3 separate regions of the Mus musculus genome follow, and all the other regions are linked to region 3. The links are chromatin contacts, called in public Hi-C and promoter capture Hi-C maps. All regions are on one chromosome and are shown on one strand. Each heading gives the region's core, a stretch centred on a gene start, on an enhancer-like site or on the middle of the called end of the contact. The rest is flanking DNA. Distances are from core to core; before and after follow the strand shown.

Region 1 (3,365 bases), core at 217-2,716, 68 kb before region 3:
TATTTAAAATTTTTTTATTTATTTTATGTGTATTAGTGTTTTGCCTGCATATATGGCAGCATAGTATATGGGTAAGTTACAGACGGTTGTGAGCCACCATGTGGGTGCTGGGAATTGAACTGGGTCTTCTGGAAGAACAATCAGTGCTCTTAAGTGCTGACCCATTTTCCAGCTCCCTGCTAAGCAAGAATTTGTTGTTGTTGTTGTTGTTTTTTTTTTTTGGTTTTTTGAGACATGGTTTCTCTGTGTAGCCCTGGCTGTCCTGGAACTCACTCTGTAGACCAGGTTAGCCTCAAACTCAGAAATCTGTCTGCCTCTGCCTCCCAAGTGCTGGGATTAAAGGTGTGCCACCAATGCCCAGCTAATCGAGATTATTTTTAAATAATTGTTTAAAGACAAGGGGAAAACTCTGGATTAAAAAAACTCTGCACACTGGACATGATGGTATATGCTTGTAATCGCAGTACTGGGGAAGGTGAAACAAGAGTTTCCCGAGTTTAAGGCTTGGCTGAGTTACATTAAGAACCTGTCTCAAAGCAACAGCAAAAATGGAGTCTGCTTGTGCCAAATGGTTCTTATGCCTGTTACAAGCTACTGTGTTCTAACCTCAGCTCCTACTTATATTGTTTATGGTAGCTGTTGCAGACAGACAAATTTCAAACATTTTCAACCAAGTCATAACTTCCTACAGTATTCCATATAATTAATTTGTATATATATATATATAACTCAAATTATATATATACATATATATGTGTGTGTGTATGTGCGTGTGTGTGTGTATATATATATGTATGTATATATATATATATGTATGTATGTATATGTATATTTTTTCTCAATTATGTGCCAGAGAGTTTTCATTCTCTTACTGGGAAGAAACTATGCTGACATTGACCAGGTGACACCATGAAGAATATGCCATGTGACACAGATCTTTACATAAATAGCCCTGTCCATTTGTCGAGCAAAAGATACTACACTGCTGATTTTATTTAAACATGATCTTATTTGTGACCCCGGGGAAATGATAAGGGGCGAGAGGGACGGATAGACGCCACTTTAATACTCTGTCATAAAAACCCATTTGTACTTTATACCATATAACAGATTCTGAACATGCGTGCTATTTATTAATGGTTTCGAGTGTGCACAGCGCTAATGGATTGTTTGTTCTGAGTTAACCCTTGGCCACTAGCCCAGATGGTCCTGGGAGAGTACGGGGTTGATGTTAGGGGACACTCGCCAGATTCAGATTCAAAATATGCCTGAGTCCAGATGTCCAGGGAATGAGAAAAGACTGTAAGAGAAGAAAAATGAGAGAGAGCCACGCACAAGTCTCTTCTGAGCAGAGGGGAGGTCCAAGATCCAGAAGGACTGTTTCACTGCCTCTCTGTGAAGCATGTGGACAGAGAGAAGAAGGAGGCAGGGCTGCTTGTTACAAAAGCCCAGGCAGACTAAGCTAGCCCGGACAACGATTCCCAGAGCGGACAGACTCTTGAGGACATAGAGAGGCATCAGATACCATGTTAGGGCTCTGAAGGAGGAAAAGCACATATTTTCAGGATGATGAGGCTGTTTATATAGCAAGACCACACATTTTCAGGGGAAATAAAATCACCAGTGTCGTGTCTTTTGCTTGACAAGTGGGCAGGGCTGTTTATGGATGCTTCAAGCATACCCAAAGCAGAAAGAAAGCAGAGTACACAGCCTGCCTGCACACTCAGTCGGCGTCCGTGGCATGTTGCTGGTCTCGTTTCCTTTAAAAATAAAAACGCCTACTTATTGTATGTATATGTATCACTTGTGTGCATGCCTGCTGTAGTACACAAGTGGACATCAGAAGATAATTTACAGACTTGGTTGGCTCTTTTCAGCACAGGGGTTACAGGGACCAAACTCGGGGTCTCAGGCTGGGCAGCCAAAGCCTTTCTGTGCTAAGCCATCTTGCAGGCCCCTTGAGTCTATTTTCTTACACAAGCATTTTATAACCTGTTTGTTCATTTGTTTGTGTTTGAGAGAGGATTTCTCTGTGGAGCCCTGGCTGTCCTGGAACTTGCTCAGTAGACCAGACCACACTTGAACTCAAATTAAAGGCATGTCCCACCACTCCCTGGTTTTATAACTTCGATTAAGTGATATTTTAAAAACATAAAAGTTAAGGAAGATAATGTTTAAAATAGTATTCTTACTGATTTTTTTGAAATTTTTTATTCACTGAAATTTCATTGTATTCACTCCTATTCTTCTTAAAATTTCCAAGACTCACCCCCACGTCCCTATGTTCCAACTTTGTGTTCATTTTTGTTGATTTTAATAAGTTGTGGGGTCTAATTTGCACTACCTTTGTATTCCTGGGTGTGAGACCATCAGTTGGAGCAACTGATGCGACCCCCCAGGAGCCACAGCCTTAATGAAACTGACTCTCTCTCCCCCAGAAACCATCAGCTGTGCATAGCTCACTCCTCAGTTAGGGGAGGGGCTTAGGAGCACTTCCAGCTCTGCTGGAATGTTGACAGACTCACTCTTGGGCAGATAGATCTTCTGTAGGAACCCCAGCTGCTGTGAGCTCATGAGCACAGTGGCCGTGTGGGGTCCAGAAGACAGTTTCACTCCAGTCCTTCCTGACCTCTGGCTCTTCCAATTTTTCTACCCCTCCTCCACCATGGCCCTGAGCCTTGGGGAGGAGGTGTGATATAGATTTCTCGTTTGTGGCTGAGCATCCACAGACACTTCTTTATAGTTTGACCAGTTATAAGTCTCTGTGTTAACCTCCATCCTTTGTGCAAAGAAACTCTATGATGAAATCCAAGAGCTGGGCTAATCTGTTGATACAAATGTAGAGGGCAGTGTGATACTGTGTCCATTTAGCAAACCAGTTCTTGGCCAGATGTGCGGAACCAGACATGTTGTCTCCCTTGAAACAGGCCTTAGAGCCAGTCAGAGAGCAATTGGTTACTGCTACAATATTCATACCACAGTTGCACCAATGGGCATATCTTGCCACATTATTGTTGGTCATTATTGTTCACAATGTTCACAGCTGGTCAATCCTGATGTCTTTTTTCCCTCCAGTAGTCTGTATAGCACCTTCTAATAGTATTGTTAGCTTAGGGGTGGTTGAGGCAACATGAATATAAAAGAAAGGAGACTGATTTCAACAGAGACAGATTGCTTGTAGGGCAGTGGTTTCTCTATGGGAGTGGAGACTGTTTGCTGGGGCGCAGAGGACTTAGAGGTTTCATAAGGGAACTTTTGGAGTGGAAAGTTTTATCTGTAGACTTGTTATTTGTAGTCTCAGGGCCGAGACATGCCCGACATTTTTATCATATATTAGCCTTGTCATCAGAAGTTTTCCGACTTTG
Region 2 (3,301 bases), core at 667-3,166, 92 kb before region 3:
ATTTCAAAGTGACCCCTTACTCTACTGTTTAAAACTCCGTGGTAGCCCAGCACCTGAACAGCACCCAAGATTGCCAACTTCAAAGATAAACCGTAGTCAGCAAACAGGCCAGCTTTCTCTCTGAGTGTAGAAGGACCAGGAGTTTAAGGTCATTCTCTGCTACAGGAAGCTTGAGGGCAGCTTGGGCTATGGGAGACCTTGCCAAAAAAGGAGGAGGAGGAGGAGGAGGAGGAGGAGGAGAAGGAGGAGGAGGAGGAGGAGGAGGAGGAGGAGAGGGAGGAGGAGGAGGAGAAAATAAGTAAAATAAAGAAACAAGAAAAGTTTATTCTGGCTAAATATCAGCCCAGGAGGGATTGGCCTTGATGCTTTGGAGCCCACAGTGAGACAGCACACCATCGTAGTTCAACCCAGGGCTTGGAGAAAGAAAAAAGGAAGAGACTAGGGTTGCTCAGTCCCTTGCAGGGCATATTCTCCACATAGGACTCCTGCTAGCCTCCGTCACTAAAGGGTCTGCCATCTCAATAGTACTGAGCTGGGGACCCGAGGCTGCCTCAGATGGGCTTTTGGGAAACAAAGTACCCCAGAGTGAATTTGTAAATTCAAGTTCTTGGTAGGAATGACATTACACTATTATTTCCTCTCATTCATCAAAAATCTGAATCATAGGAAATTTCTGTTGCTTTGTGTTATCAAGACTCCATCCGTGCTGTCTTCCAGTTCTCATGACTGCTGCTGGTTTGTGTTTAAATTTTATTTGGAATTTATTCTTTTGTGTAGCAGGAGGAAGAGAGACAATCATATCTTCATCTCAGGGCTATCCAGTTACAACAATATCACTTATCAAAAAGTTCATTTTTTTTCCTGATTGATACAGGATACTTCCTTTAATACATACTCCCATTTTTTGTTGTTCTAAGAATTTTTTTTTTCCGAGACAGGGTTTCTCTGTATAGCTCTGACTGTCCTGGAGCTCACTTTGTAGACTAGGCTGGCCTCAAACTCAGAAATCTGCCTGCCTCTGCCTCCCGAGTGCTGAGATTAAAGGCGTGCACCATTGTTGTTCTATAGGTAATAATTTTCTTCATCATCAGCTTTTAGTGCCTCGTACTTCTGTTTATAATCATTGCTATGGTCACAGGTGAGGCTAACCTCATGGGAAATACCCAGAAACTTTTGCCCCACCTTTACAGCATCTCTGTCTGTCAGGTCTACAGCGGTTTAAGCTTTAAGAAAGGTTTCAGGAAGGGAGGAGTCCAGAGGGATACAGCTCTTGTTCTTCTTGCAAGGATCTGGGTTCAATTCCCAGCATTCACACAGTGGTTCACAACCATTTATAACTCCATTGCCTGGAGTCTGGATGCCCTTTTGGCTGCTGAAGGCCCCAGGCACACACATGGTACACAGATATACATGTGAGCAAAAATGGTCATAGACATAAAACATTTTAAATCTAAAAAAATAAATAAATAAGGAAAGAAATATTTAAGGGGAAGGGGCTAGAAGTGTAGCCTGGTGGCAGAGTCCTTGCCCAGTGCAAACAAGTTAGATCCCCAATTTAACCATTTGTGCTCCCTGGTAGGCTCTCTGGTCACACTGCTCTGGAACTCGGGCTGTGGGAAGCAGTGACTTCTCATCGTTTACATGAAAGTTAAAAAGATCAGATTAAAACAACCAATCGTCCTTCTCTTGAACAATAGTCTGCTGCTGCCAGGGCAGGATAATCTCAAACACAGGGCTGCTCACGTCTTTAAGCTGTCAAGGGACAGGAATTACATTGAATTCAAGCTTCTTCCAACAAAGAGGAAAAAGGTCTTTCAGATGAGTAATTGCTGGCTCAGGTCAGCTATGCCGATGAGCAGCTTGCTTTCAGGACTCAACTCCCAGGAGAGTTAGCCGAGGAGAGCCAGGGTCTTGGGTAAGGAGTGGAATATTACCGTCCTCTCTCCTCTGACTCGTTGCCTGCCTGCTGTAGGCCCTCTACAGTCAAGACTTCATTCCAGAGGGCTGGGCAGAGGAACCCCCAGCCATAGCAGCTCCCGCTCTAGGTAAAACAAAACCAAAACCAAACAAAAAAAAAACAGAGAAGGGGTTTTTTTCTTTCTATCTCCATAATTTTTAGAAATCGTTTGCATTGATTTAGGTCACATGCTCAAGTCAGTCTCTGGCTTCAGAGAGGGAGGCCTCGGGCTGAGCCTCCATCACAAATGTTGACTGCACTGCAGTGCCTCTCCTCAAGATGAGCAGCCAGAGCATCTGGGAGGACTGTAGTTAACAGCTGAAATTTTTGTGGTTGTTTTGAAATTTGTTTATTTTTATTTTGTGTGTATGGGTGTTCTGCCTGCATGTGTGATTGAGCATCCCTTGAGTGCCCAAAGGGGAACAGACATCGGATCCCTTGGAGGCAGAGTTATAGACAGTTATGACATTATAGGCAGCATTCATGGCTGCCACATGGGTGTTGGGATCTCAGCCGGTATCTTAGCCATTGAGCCATCTCTCTGGTCCAACGGCTAGGTTCTAACTGTCGGTGTCTCATGGCTCTCTGCCCAAACTCTCTTCCTCTTTTCTTTTCATAGATGTTACTCACCAACAAAAGTGCACAAACCTAACTTGATCTCACTATGTCTTTCGCTATAAATGAGTGTGGGCATACAGCTTTCTCTAATACCATCCCTCATTGGTCCACCAGTTTGAATAATTATCTATTAGTAATCACTATCGTGATAACTCAATCCAGAATAGAGTTTTGATACTTAAAGTTTTTGTGGCCCAGGAGACGGGGTGAAAACAGAGCTCCATCAATACATGTTCTTTGTGGATTTTTTGGGTTTTGTTTTTGTTTTCTTTGTTTGCCCCCCCCCCCCCAGACAAATCTACTGGGTTTTCAATAAAAGAATCTCAGAAATGGACCATGGTCAATAACATAAAGTAGACTACAAACACTACTTGACTCTCCAGAGTTCGTCTTTTCTGTGTTTCTGAAGCTGGCCTGGATCGCACCCTGAATTGCACTGCCATCTCTGTCCCCCTCCCCCCTCCACTGACTGAGGCATGTGTGTTTCTCCCCTTTCTCTTGGGGTTGACATGTTTGAAGAAGGTTGGCCTGTTACTTTGCAGACACCTTTCCATCTGGTTTCCTCTGACCTCTTCTCAGATCGTATCAAAGTTCGGGTGACGTCAGCATGTCTGTGTATGCTAATGTTGGCCTTGACCCCTGGGCATAGTGTATGACTCTGCATGACTGATGATCTCACAGGAAATGCTTCAGCAGGGGAAAGGGTCCTGCTTCTCTCCTCTTACC
Region 3 (3,360 bases), core at 543-3,042:
TGTTGCAGTGATTCGGTGCTTAAAACCCACACAGGGAGCATTCACATCTAGAATATCAACAGTGACACCTGGCTACTGCCACCCCACCCACTTTGTCACCTGGACGCTGAGGCAAGCTCTGGAGTTTGTGGCCAACCTGCAGTACAAAGCAAGCCCTTGTCTTATGCAAAATAAAACAGGTCCAGCCAGGCATGGAGGAGAGTGCCTGCAGTCCTAGCAACTGGGAAATGGAGGCAGGAGGTCAAGGTTAGCCAAAGACACATATGGGACCCTGTCCAAAAACAAACACCAAACCCAAACGGGGCCACGTTGGGGGTCCTGGATAGGTAAAGGCAGAACAAATAAGTTTGGCATTTGGATGTTCTTCCATACGCTGAAACTGTACATACTGACATCTAGATTAGCTGGAATTCAGTTGTATCCCTCTTCCTACATCTTTCCAGGGTTGCAGGTCAGGCTCCTAGTCTTAATGTTTCAGCACTAAGTCTGTTTGTTTGGCTTTTATTTCAGAATATAAAGCCCAGACTGACTTGCAACTTGAATCAGCCCTCCTGCCGTTGGATGTTAGACTATAGATGTGAGCCACCATATTTAGCTACCCTTGGATTTTGAAAATATTTCTCCAAGACCTCTCTACTCTATAATATAGCATTTCCTTTGGAGTACTATTTTTTTCAGTTGTTCGAACTCTGGAGACAGTAAGTTATTTTTCTTTTCCTGTGCATGACCTATACCTCTGATACTTTTCCATACTTTCCTAGGTTATCAACTGTCTTTTCCAGCCAGAAACAAATTCTTTCAAAGCTGGTAGTTTTCCTAGCTCATTCTGTCACTAAGGCCAGGTGACTTCATCTACAACTCCGGGCATCGTTTTACCAACTAGACAGAAACCTTGCGTGCAGACGGAGCTTATATTGTGTCACAGGTGTCAATAGTCCGTGAGCACTTTGATGAAAAAGACTGAGAAAAAGAAGGTCATAGAGAGGCTTGTGTGAGTTTACGTTGGCGGGCAATTCTAAAGCACGATAACCCGGCTGTGTTCAGATGCTCTCAATCTTTGTAACCGGTGATGAGGGGGAAAAAAAGCCCAGTAGTAACACTTTTGGGGTCCTTCTGGTCTGGCTCTGACGAGGAGCCTTGATTTCAATAGTCTTACTTACATGCCCCTTGGGCCTTACATAATTGGAGGCAAAAATCGAAAACTAATGAATGCAGAAATGCTTCAAAACTGCAAATCAACAATCAAAAGCTTCGTGAAAGCAAAGGAGCACCTGCTCACATCTGAATGGGGTAGGAGTGGTCTGGAGTTTGTGGAATGGTCTGGGAATATGTGATTATCAACGTCCGCCTCCGGGACTCCCGGCTCAGAGCGAGGGAAAATCTGCGTGTCCCTGGCTAAGGTCCTGACCGAGTCCCGAGGGGACTGGCCCAATGGGTGCATCGCAGCGGAGTCGCGGTCACTGCGGCCCTGCTCCTCAGGCAGGCAGGCTGTCGAGCGCAGCGCAGCCCAGCCCGCCCCACTCACCTATGGGCTTGTCCAGGCGCATGAGGCGCAGGTAGGGCTGCAGCGGGCGGGGCGCCGAGTTCACCACGGCCGCGGCCGACAGGCTGAGAGCTCGGCCCCGCTGCGTCCCGGGGGCCGGGGCTCGCCGATCCCGCGCGCCCGGAACCCCTGCGCTGCGCACCAGGGCCAATGGGAGCCCGCGCGGACCTCGCAGCCATGCGGACCGAACGGCCCGCAGGCCCCGCGCGAGCCCCGCGCCTCCCCAGCGCAGCATGGCGCCAGGCTGGACGCCGGTCGGTGGCGTCATCCAGGGCGACGGGCCGCGGGCAGGCATGCGCAGTGGTGGCGCGCGCGCTCCTGGAACTGGATTTACAGACCGGGCTGAGCCGTATGGTGCTAGAAATCAAACCTGGGTCCTCTGTAAGGAGAGCAGCAGGTGCTGTTCACCGCTGAGCCATCTCTCCATCTCCAGGCTTCTTAATGAACTCAAAAGGAGAGTGTTTGTTTATTTGTATGGAATAGTTCTACCATAAAAAGAAAAACTTAAGTCCAAAAATGTTAACTACATGGAATGTTCACCTTCTAACACTAAAAGGGAAACAAAAAGCCAAATCAAATTATGTAAATTTTTATATATGTATATTCATATATACATATACTCATATATATACATATATATGAATTTAAGTATATCTATCTATATCTATATACTTAAGGGAAATTCTTTACTCGAGGTGAACCTAAGTTTGACAGCTAAAAAGGATGCAGTTTCACTCAAGAACAACTTCATAACCAGGTGGTGGTGGCGCACTCCTTTAATCCCAGCACTCGGGAGGCAGAGGCAGTCAGATCTTTACGTTTTCGGCCAGCTTACTAAAGAGTGAGTTCCAGGACAGCCAGAGCTACACAGAGAAACCCTGTCTTGAAAAATAAAACAAAGAAAAACAAAACAATAACCAACTTTATGCGACCCTTGTTAATATAGTTGGCCGTTGCATGTTTGCAGGTACCTGGTATGTGTTATTCCACGGTAACCCCTCACTGACTGGCTCTGGACAAGTCGCTTATCTGGATTTTAGTGTTTTGAGATGGTGGTGTATCCTTTTCGGTGCCCTTCCTTAAAGCCTATGAAGTGAGTTCTGTGATCCTGGCCTGGCGCTTGAGGAAGGTGCAGCAGGGGGCGCGCTGGCCTTTGCAGTCTGGGAAGCGCTGCTGGTCCTTTGATCTTTTAGCTCCATCTGCTGCTTGCCAGTTGAGCTCCTCTACAGGTTTGCGGCCTTTGAGGCTCCTTTCTTTTCCCAAAAGTTGCCTCCACGCTGTTTATTTTCAAGCACCCTTTCAGGTAGCATAGGTGCCGCCATGCCAAACACGAGGCTCTTTCACACTTGCACACTATTTCCATTTGCCTGGAGTTCCCAACACAATATTTAAAATGCAAAAATCATTGCGAATGCTTTCTATTTTAGAGGGAAAGGATGATAAAGCTGTTTTTTAAAATTGCTTTTTTTTTATTTGAAAAAAATGTATTTTAAAGTCCACTAACTTTTTCACTCTCAAACCCATTTCAACTTGTCCTGCAGTGGTAGTAGGACATTATAAAAGTAAAGACTAGACTGAGTCCAAAGAATAGTTATTAGCATGAAGCAGGAGCGACCATGGCTCTCTGCCCTGTTCTGTTAACTCCATAGAGGGTCAATAGCAACCTTTTGCTTTTGTGACATGATGTCTGTGGCCTTCCGTGGGAGACACACACACACACACACACACACACACACACACTAAATAACTAAATACATGGAATAAATGTTTGAGGTTTTGGGTTTTTTTGGTTTTTTGTTTGTTTGTTTGTTTTGTTT

Evidence for each region. Promoter capture Hi-C pulls out the DNA fragments that hold promoters and counts their contacts. A called contact is a pair of places that touch in the nucleus more often than the background predicts.
Region 1: a contact with region 3 is called in a Hi-C map of uterus, with 3 times the contacts expected there. The contact joins the enhancer-like site here to the promoter of Coq2 in region 3. A contact is called at or near these places in 2 of 39 promoter capture datasets (the C10 cell line and hematopoietic stem and progenitor cells), 2 of 15 datasets of contacts at CTCF or cohesin (CD8 T cells and large pre-B cells), 4 of 484 Hi-C or Micro-C datasets (the HL-1 cell line, bone marrow-derived macrophages and uterus), 3 of 115 datasets of contacts at active chromatin or transcription factors (the HPC-7 cell line, microglia and vascular smooth muscle cells) and 3 of 9 other capture datasets (adipose tissue, liver and pancreatic islet).
Region 2: a contact with region 3 is called in a promoter capture Hi-C map of neutrophils, with 4 times the contacts expected there. The contact joins the enhancer-like site here to the promoter of Coq2 in region 3. A contact is called at or near these places in 11 of 39 promoter capture datasets (3T3-L1-derived adipocytes, the C10 cell line, the HPC-7 cell line and 7 more), 3 of 15 datasets of contacts at CTCF or cohesin (CD8 T cells, the NIH/3T3 cell line and large pre-B cells), 38 of 484 Hi-C or Micro-C datasets (8-cell embryo, B cells, the Ba/F3 cell line and 28 more), 13 of 115 datasets of contacts at active chromatin or transcription factors (CD8 T cells, the HPC-7 cell line, acute myeloid leukemia and 9 more) and 6 of 9 other capture datasets (adipose tissue, bone marrow-derived macrophages, embryonic stem cells and 3 more).

What each region holds. Positions count from the first base shown.
Region 1 is chr5:100,604,720-100,608,084 of GRCm38.p6, forward strand. No RefSeq gene overlaps it. Among named protein-coding and RNA genes, the nearest start is that of Plac8, 34 kb to the left of the region's middle. Within about 2 kb of position 1,467, at least 79 of the 459 cell types and tissues checked have an H3K27ac peak or open chromatin away from gene starts, as enhancers often do. A contact at or near this core is called in the HL-1 cell line, adipose tissue, pancreatic islet and 1 more, where this site is marked.
Region 2 is chr5:100,580,120-100,583,420 of GRCm38.p6, forward strand. No RefSeq gene overlaps it. Among named protein-coding and RNA genes, the nearest start is that of Plac8, 9.6 kb to the left of the region's middle. Within about 2 kb of position 1,917, at least 95 of the 459 cell types and tissues checked have an H3K27ac peak or open chromatin away from gene starts, as enhancers often do. A contact at or near this core is called in B cells, the Ba/F3 cell line, CD8 T cells and 20 more, where this site is marked.
Region 3 is chr5:100,672,464-100,675,823 of GRCm38.p6, forward strand. It overlaps Coq2 (coenzyme Q2 4-hydroxybenzoate polyprenyltransferase), which reads right to left and starts at 1,793. Exons shown (of 7, transcript NM_027978.2): 1 at 1,526-1,793. The coding sequence starts at 1,778.